Linked DNA regions of Podarcis muralis: region 1 is linked to region 2. Evidence: chromatin contacts called from public Hi-C data. All regions are on one chromosome and are shown on one strand. Each heading gives the region's core, a stretch centred on a gene start, on an enhancer-like site or on the middle of the called end of the contact. The rest is flanking DNA. Distances are from core to core; before and after follow the strand shown.

What was found. A called contact is a pair of places that touch in the nucleus more often than the background predicts.
Region 1: a contact with region 2 is called in a Hi-C map of blood, with 5 times the contacts expected there. The contact joins the promoter of FAM227B here to the promoter of GALK2 in region 2. A contact is called at or near these places in 2 of 3 Hi-C or Micro-C datasets (blood and tail).

What each region holds. Positions count from the first base shown.
Region 1 is chr14:13,705,256-13,709,802 of rPodMur119.hap1.1, reverse strand. FAM227B (family with sequence similarity 227 member B) reads left to right here and starts at 2,041. Exons shown (of 13, transcript XM_077918798.1): 1 at 2,041-2,161. The coding sequence starts at 2,126. It overlaps DTWD1 (DTW motif tRNA-uridine aminocarboxypropyltransferase 1), which reads right to left and starts at 1,990. Exons shown (of 6, transcript XM_028707262.2): 1 at 1,741-1,990; 2 at 1,364-1,488. The coding sequence starts at 1,373.
Region 2 is chr14:13,521,727-13,526,608 of rPodMur119.hap1.1, reverse strand. It overlaps GALK2 (galactokinase 2), which reads right to left and starts at 2,985. Exons shown (of 9, transcript XM_028707260.2): 1 at 2,470-2,985; 2 at 333-421. The coding sequence starts at 2,522.

The DNA of each region.
Region 1 (4,547 bases), core at 792-3,291, 180 kb before region 2:
CCAATTCAACACCAGCCCAACTTGCGGATTGCACTAATACCACACACAGGAAATATAAGATCATGTCTTTCTCACAGATGCTGGAAGCACTTGCTGCTTTCTAAAATCAAGCAGTTCAGCAACTAGGAAAGCACAACTGAGGATCATTCTACAACATTTTGAGAAAATGCGGGAAGGGGAAGAAATGACTTCCACATGTTCAGGAACCACACTGGTAATTCACTGGAGTGGTACAATAACTGGGTGTTGTTTGCAACCCAAGGAGATCAAAGCAGTTGGAGAATTCTGATTTCCCCCAGTGACCCAGTCCTTCTCTTCATTGTATCTTATTGCGTACTCAAATCATCCCTGATCACTGGTTCTGCTAGCTAGGAATGATGGGAGTTGTAGTCCAACAACAGATGAGGACCTGAAGTTGGGAAAGGTTGATCTAGCCAATGTGTGCTCTGTTGTTATAAACACAGCCTTAAGTGACTGGATAGTAAGCAAATATTCTTGCAGTTGAGGAGACTCCAGGTTTTCATTTTGCCCCATAACAAAGTTTAAGCATCACATCGACTAGATGGCCAAGGTCAAGTTGAAAACCTGTGCCCATATTGCTTTAAGCTCCAGAACACATCTTTGCTTAACTTTATTAAGAACTAAGGCCTACGTGCATTTCCTTGAGGGTAAATCCTACAGGGTGATCAACACTCTAAAATCAAACTGTAAACCTGCAAGTGCAGGAGAGGTACATTGTTCTTCCCAAAATTACTGGGGCCTGCTTGCTCTAAAAGCACCATTTCGATTTTAAGGCCGCAATCTTATGCATACTTACCTTAGAATATACCTCAATGAAAACAATGGGTAAATACATGCTTGCTTGAAAGTAAGTTCCATATTGGATCCATCAGAACTTTCGAATGTATGCATTCTATGTTTTGCATCACTGCTCTCTCTTTTTTTGGTATATAATTTTATTAAGTTTTCTGTTTTACAATTTAAAATACTCCTTTTACATCCTTAAGACATCAGTGACTTCCCTTCTTCTCGTTCCATGGTTCATTTTACATATCATAAATCCCTGAGTACAAGAAGTAAGGTTACAGGGAACCAGGCAGAGGGCCTTCTCAACACTGGCGCCTGCCCTGTGTTGCGCCCTCCCATCAGATGTCAAGGAAATAAACAACTACCTGACTTTTAGAAGACATCTGAAGGCAGCCCTGTTTAGGGAAGTTTTTAATGTTTCATCGTTTATCATGTTTTTAATATTCTGTTGGGAAACACCCAGAGTGGCTGGGGAAACCCAGCCAGATGGATGGGGTATTATTAATAATAATAATAATAATAATAATAATAATAATAATAATTACAAAAACTATACCGTTCAGCATTCCATTATTGCATCCATCAAATCTTGTTTACACTTTGGAATTTATCAGCTGTTAAGCTGATCGCTCGCACTGCGTTTTTATTCTGATGATTGTTGCTGTGCGTTCCTGTTGTAAACTGGTGCGAATACAAAACAACCACTGTTACGATCTCACGCATTACTATCGCTTTTGTTAAACCATGCACTGGATCGGGCAAAGAAGCAACTTGGGAGAGGGTCCGAGGAAGCACCTCGGGGGACAAGAAAAACCTCCATTCCCCTCCCATCCTTAATGGGAGATCTTCGGGGCCTCCAACCCCCCCACCCCACCCCACCCCACGGATCCCCAAATAAATAGAGCAGCACTTCGAAAAGGGAAACCAACCTACTTTTTGCAAAGCCTGGGGGTTCTTCCCTCCGCCTTCTCAGGGTTGGGGGGGGTGTCAGTCACAGCCACTGCACCGTAGAAAACGGCGTCTGTCCTCCGCTACCACCGCGTTGCAGCAGCAGCCGCAGGAACACCCACACCCGGAAACGTGCGTGTATATATCTTTGCGTAGCTAAATATATATATATTTGTCGAGATACCTCTGCCTCGAGGTCGGAACTCAAGTGGCGTGGCCGGCGGGGAAGGCCGGAAGGATTTGAGGTGGAGGACGGAGGGCGACGGGGGACGGTTGCTAAGGCGCCTTAGCAACGCCGAGAACGGACTTCCGCCACGGGCGGCGGAACGAGGCGCTGACTGGGAAAAGGGGGCCGTGCGCAAAGGGCTCCATGGCTGCCTCAGAGAGCAGTACGGCGGCCACAAAGGTCGGGGGGTTAATATAAGCCTTCCTTTGAATTGAAGTTGCCTCCTGAAAGGCTTAACAGCGCGCATGTTTACTCAAAAAGCCCCTCTCCCTCTGTTCCATGGCACTTGCTCCTGGTAAATGCGCACATCTAACTTATTTAAGACCAAGGGTCCATTGAAAGTGAGAATAGTGAAGGAACATGCTTAGGATTGGGCCATGGGCCTAGTCAAGGAGGTGGGGCAAAATGCCCTAAATCCTCAAAAATTATTATTACAGTGGTACCTCGGGTTACATACGCTTCAGGTTACTGACTCCATTAACCCAGAAATATTACCTCAGGTTAAGAACTTTGCTTCAGGATGAGAACAGAAATTGTGCTCTGGCGGCACGGCGGCAGCGGGAGGCGCCATTAGCTAAAGTGGTACCTCAGGTTAAGAACAGTTTCAGGTTAAGAACAGACCTCCGGAACGAATTAAGTACTTAACCCGAGGTACCACTGTATTATCATTATTATTAGTTTTCAGTTACAATCCAATAATAGCCTCATTATAACAATACCAAAAGGCACGCGGGTGGTGCTGTGGGTTAAACCACAGAGCCTTGGGCTTGCCGATCAGAAGGTCGGCAGTTTGAATGCCCGCGACGGGGTGAGCTCCCGTTGCTCGGTCCCTGCTCCTGCCAACCTAGCAGTTCAAAAGCACGTCTAAGTGCAAGTAGATAAATAGGTGCTGCTCCAGCGGGAAGGTAAACGGCATTTCTGTGCGCTGCTCTGGTTCGCCAGAAGCGGATTAGTCCTGCTGGCCACATGACCCGGAAGCTATACGTCGTCCTGAGTTCGAGTGTCTTCAAAGCCCATGACACCTTTGGTAAAGGCTGTTCTCCAACTGGAGCGCTCGCAGGCCGGTGTTTCCCAGTTGTCAGAGTTTATGCTACATTTTTAAAGATTTGCCTTGAGACAGTCTTTAAAGTTTAAACTTGACTAATAGCAATCATTGAAATACTGAATTATATAATTTAGATACCCCCGCATGGTAGAATTGGTGGTTTGATGGTTTTCTTTATTTTCTTTATTTCTGCATTCCAAAATCTTGTTAATTTAAATTACATTCCAGTCATAATAATAAGGACATGACCTTTTGGGCAGCTTTTGGGAGAAATACTCTTCCCAAAGAAAGCTCAACAATTTTTTGGGTCCCCCCCGACTAACAAAAATCCTGGCTATTCCCATGTGAGGGTGCTTGCTGCCTAGTAAATGAATGCATCCCATAAATACAGTGCTTTTTTAATAGAAAAAAATGTGGTACTTGTCATTAAGTTGTTACAGTTCTTTTAGCATGAGTAACCCCCCCCCCGGGGGGGAGTGGCCTGTAGAAATATATATGACTAAGAGCTATTCTGGGATCGGTAGTTGCAGATTTCCTGCTGTGAAAACAAGAGCAATTTAGTGGTAGCACTTTGGATATGTTTTGTTTGCTAGAAATAATTTTTACACATATAGCATCTGCCACACGCGGAGTGGGGTGGGGGTATTGTGCACCAGATTGTGAGACCAATAAGTTTGCAGCTTCTTTTTTTAACCATCTCAGTAGTCCAGTTTATTTTATTTCTATTGGATTTGTTTACAGAAAGTAACTCAAAGTGGCTTACAAAATAATTGTGTACAAACCAGCTCATTTTTGCATTGGAAGGATCTCTTCTCTAGCTGTTAAATGGAAGAAAAAAACACAGCTAGATGCTTTTGGCTTTTATAGCTTTTGATGGATCAGAACTGCAGCCAGAATGTAAAAGGCAATGTTTCAGTCTATGTCTTGTATTTGGTATAATATTTTATTGCCAGTAGCATGTTATACACCCATTTCCTCTCTGGCACAGTGCAGCTTCCTTTCTTATACTAAAAACCCATACTTAGGGCCATTATGGCCCTTGCCTGGCTACTAGAACAATGGAATCTTTCATTAGATTCCACCCACCTCAAAAACAAAACAAAAGCACCTCACAACAATATTGTGGCAAGCTGAAACATGACTTTGGCATGACTTAACCTGATTTTTGGCACGATGGGTCCAAACTGTGCCAATTTGGACACCTCTGAATACATCCTCAACCCTTTTGGATGGGGCATTGCCAGATTTGGTTTAATGGGCCCAACCTGCGCCAAGTTGGATGGTTCTGAAGGTATTGTCGCCTAATTTGGTCTGATGGTTCCCAAGGGGGAGCCAGTGCTCTTAGTCTACATTTGGATGCCAGGCATCATTTTGAAACAAGGTGGTGGACTGAAATGTGACTTTGGCATGACATTACCCAATTTGGCGTGACGGTTACAAGCAAGGCTTTCCAAGGTGGAAAGGTGGTTTCTGGCCATATTTGGATGCTGTTGGATGCACAGAACCCTGTGTGTGTGTGTG
Region 2 (4,882 bases), core at 1,736-4,235:
AAGATGTGGAACATGAAAGCGTGCTTCTATGCATGTGCTTCCATGTATGTACACATGCATACAGTGGTACCTTGGGTTAAGTACTTAATTCGTTCCACAGGTCCGTTCTTAACCTGAAACTGTTCTTAACCTGAAGCACCACTTTAGCTAATGGGGCCTCCTGCTGCTGCCGCGCCACCAGAGCACGATTTCTGTTCTCATCCTGAGGCAAAGTTCTTAACCCGAGGTACTATTTCTGGGTTAGCAGAGTCTGTAACCTGAAGCGTATGTAACCCGAGGTACCACTGTATTAGCCACTGAATTCATATTAACCCCAGTATGTATTCTTTTACCTATTAAGTTGACTCGCCCTGGTGCCCGAGCGTAAAACTTGGGAGTTGATTGAAATTTAGAGATGAACATCTTCTTCAGCTTCAGCAATCTGGAAAATCAGGAAGATTAATTTTGTTTGGGTTTTATCTGTTGTGTTGTTTTGATTTTAGCTGCGATCTTGTGCACCGCACAGGTATATATTACAATGCAGTATATCAATTGAATGAATAACAAAGATGTAGCACCTTTAGAGAACCAACATAAATTCAAGGAATAACACCCAACAGGTATAACATCCAAGGCTAGCTTAACATGAAGGGGCAGCAATTTTTGTATACTGATGAACTTTTATCCATTTCTGTATAACAGGGTTTTCATTTCTGTTAATTATCAAGAGGGAATGTATATGTCAGGGTGGGGGGAGAGCAGCCTCCCCCCAACCTGGTGCCCTCCAGATGTTTCAGAAAATTTCTCTCATCATCCCTGGCTGGAGCCAATAGGAGTTATATCCCACAACATCTGGAAGGTACCATGTCGTAGGAGACTGTAGGTAAAGGTAAAGGGACCCCTGACCATTAGGTCCAGTCGTGACCGACTCTGGGGTTGCGGCGCTCATCTCGCTTTATTGGCCAAGGGAGCTGGCGTACAGCTTCCGGGTCATGTGACCAGGATGACTAAGCCGCTTCTGGCGAACCAGAGCAGCACACGGAAATGCCGTTTACCTTCCCACCGAAGCAGTTCCTATTTATCTACTTGCACTTTGACGTGCTTTCGAACTGCTAGGTTGGCAGGAGCAGGGACCGAGCAACGGGAGCTCACCCGTGGGGATTCGAACCGCTGACCTTCTGATCGGCAAGTCCTATGCTCTGTGGTTTAACCCACAGCGCCACCCGCGTCCCAGGAGGCTATAGTAGAGAGCATATACTTTGCATGTTGAAGGTCATGGGTTCAACCACTGGTACGATGGAGAAGGAATCTCAGGTAACAAGTGAGGTGAAAAGGTAGCCTCCTGAGGCTTTCAAGAACCATTACCAATCAGAACAGACAATAGTGACCTAGTTGGATGATTAGTTTGATGTGTGATATGGCAGCTTCTTAGGCTTCCATGCTCAGATTGTCTACACCTGCCTTATATCACTGATCTATCTAGTTTAGCACTGCACTGACTGGCAGTAGCTCTTAAGAAATTCAGACAGCAATGTTTTCCAGCCCTACATAGAAATGTCAGGGACTGAAGCCGAGGCCAGCATGTGTTCTTCCACTGAGCCATGGATGTAGCCAAGGGGGAACGGGGAGCAGCTGACCCCCCTAAATCAATCAAAATCAATACAAATCTGAGGTTCTGCCCCCCTAACAAAAGCCTATCCCCCCTAACAAAAATCCTGGCTCTGTCCATGCACTGAGCAATGACCTTTTTGCTATTTTCTCAGTCCAACCTACTTGTTGTGAGGAACAGGAAGGGGAAGACTCATGTAAGCCATCATTTGCTCCATGGAAGAAAGGCAGCATGCAAACCCAATAAATAAAAATACTGTAATACAGGGACATGTTGTATTGGTTGCGGGGGGAGTGTTATGGGCTCCAATCCTATGCACATTTACCTTGGAATAAACACCATCAAACAAATGGGACTTATTTCCAAGTAAACATCACCACACAGCACCAGTGATTTTTTTTCTAAAAAAAATTTTTTAGGGGTACTCTCATTTTCCTACTCATATTGAAATACTGCCCCTCAATGAGGCCAAACTTAGATTAGATTCACAAAATGCACAACCCCTGTGCCCCCCCCCCAGGAAAAAGCACTGGACAGCACTGTATAGTATATTAAAGAAGTGTGGGGGGGGTGTATGAATGAGAATGCCAAGAAATAATGAATCCCCCAGGTTCATGTTAAACTTGGGTCCCAGGTCTGAAAACATCGATCTGGAACAAAATCTTCAACAGTGCTGGAGGTTTAAGGTGGGCGTTTGGGAACACAATTTCTTAAACATCCTTTGTGTCTAAAGCATAAACACCTTTGTTTTGTATTTTTAAAAAATCCCGTCGTAATGTTCCTTGCTGTATGGCAGCGACTCCTGCTTATTGCTGGATAGGGTAAACAAAAAAAGCCGATGGAGGATCTGGAGATCTGCTGTAGGAAAGACAATCACGCACCTGGGCTCCTCTACCAGCTGGATCGAGAGGGTGGGAGGGAGATCCGCGGCCATGGTTTGCTCCTTGCGAGTTGGCGCGCACCAGGGCAAAGTAAAGCGGCTGGAAGTTTTCTCTTTTCTAGCTAGCTTGCAAAGCCCTGAGGCTCAGATCCTGGAGTACGGAAGCTGCTTCCTTCCGGCATTACGGGGGCGGAGGAGGGGAGAGAGAAATCAGCTGCAAACGTCCAGCCGCTGCTGCATTTCCTCTTCGTATTCCCCGCCCAGGTGCACCGTATAGGCAGCGCTTGTGCAAACAACTCGCCTGAGCAAATAGAAACTCAGCAAGTTATGATCCTCTTGCAGCCAGATTCAGTACATTATCCTAGCTCAACCGCGCAGGGGAGGAGGAGGAATCTAGTTGCTGGATCTCTGGCGCCTCCCCCATCGGGAAGACTAGTCTATAAGCACCCACGTGCGCCACTTATGGAAATAAAGACTTCCTTTAACTTGAAATAGGGTTTATTCACACGGGGGATGGCGGGGAGGCAATCAGCAGTCCAATCCTGTACCTATAAGCTTACTTTTAAGTAAATGTCACTGTCTCAACGCATGATGTTATGTACTGAGTTGAATAGGATCCTAGAACAATAGGATCCAAAATGCAGCAGTCTGATTGGTCCTAGAACAATAGGATCCAAAATGCAGCAGTCTGATTGGTCCTAGAACAATAGGATTCAGAATCCAGCAGTCTGATTGGTCCTAGAACAATGCAGCAGTATGATTGGTCTGCAGGAAGCACCCAATCCAGTTCCAGAGGGAAGGGAATCCACAACTTGATTGGCCTACAGGAGAATTACAGAATTAGCCAATCACGTGCAGCCCATTGTGTAAATAATGTACAGTGGTGCCCCGCAAGACGAATGCCTTGCAAGACGAAAAACCCGCTAGACGAAAGGGTTTTCCGTTTCGGAGGCGCTTCGCAAGACAAATTTCCCTATGGGCTTGCTTCGCAAGACGAAAACGTCTTGCGAGTCTCGCCATTTCCCCCCGCTTTCCCCCCCCCTTTTTCAAAGCCGCTAAGCCGTTAATAGCCTTTTAACAGCTTAGCCGCTAAGCCTTTAATAGCCGCTAAGCCGCTAAATCGCTAATAGCGCTAATCCGCTTAGCCGCTAATGGGCTTGCTTCGCAAGACGAAAAAACCGCTAGACGAAGAGAATCGGATTCTTTTCGTCTTGCGAGGCACCACTGTATATAAAGCAGATACTTTGGGGAAACTTTCATTCCCTCCTCACCACTATGAGCTAAATAAAGAGCTTGAAATCCACTCTCGACTCTGAGTATATTTCACATGATGTGTGGAATTCACTGTCACAAGATGTGGCAATAAAGGTAAAGGTAAAGGTACCCCTGCCCGTACGGGCCAGTCTTGACAGACTCTAGGGTTGTGCGCCCATCTCACTCAAGAGGCCGGGGGCCAGCGCTGTCCGCAGACACTTCCGGGTCACGTGGCCAGCGTGACAAGCTGCATCTGGCGAGCCAGCGCAGCACACGGAAACGCCGTTTACCTTCCCGCTGGTAAGCGGTCCCTATTTATCTACTTGCACCCAGGGGTGCTTTCGAACTGCTAGGTTGGCAGGCGCTGGGACCGAGCAACGGGAGCGCACCCCGCCGCGGGGATTCGAACTGCCGACCTTTCGATCGGCAAGCCCTAGGCGCTGAGGCTTTTACCCACAGCGCCACCCGCGTCCCAAGCAAGATGTGGCAATGGCTTTCAACAAATGTATTCATACTTAAAATATTTAAAATCGCAGTGAATTTGTATGGTATAGTTTACCGAGACAATTTCTAGATACGTATATATCTTGTTTCATAATTTGCATTCATGTCTGCATCATCATACTCTCAATCTCATTTTTTAAAGAAGTTTTAAAACTTAGAAGTTTTAATTGTATTGGTTTATTATTGATGTGTTTGTTGCTCTGGACTCCTTTAGGCAGGGTATAAATTTAATAAATAAATAAATCTAAAATCATAGCTTGTTCTATGTTTATAGTCCATATACAGCGGGAAATTGTTAACTGTTTCTAATCTGCCTTCTCTAAATCTGATATGTTAATTTTAGACTACTAATGATGTTGTTGTTTAGTCGCTTAGTCGTGTCCAACTCTTCGTGACCCCATGGACCAGAGCACGCCAGGCACTCCTGTCTTCCACTGCCTCCCGCAGTTTGGTCAGACTCATGTTTGTAGCTTTGAGAACACTGTCCAACCATCTCGTCCTCTGTCGTCCCCTTCTTCTTGTGCCCTCAATCTTTCCCAACATCAGGGTCTTTTCCAGGGAGTCTTCTCTTCTCATGAGGTGGCCAAAGTATTGGAGCCTCAGCTTCACGATCTGTCCTTCCAGTGAGCACTCAGGGCTGATTTCCTTAAGAATGG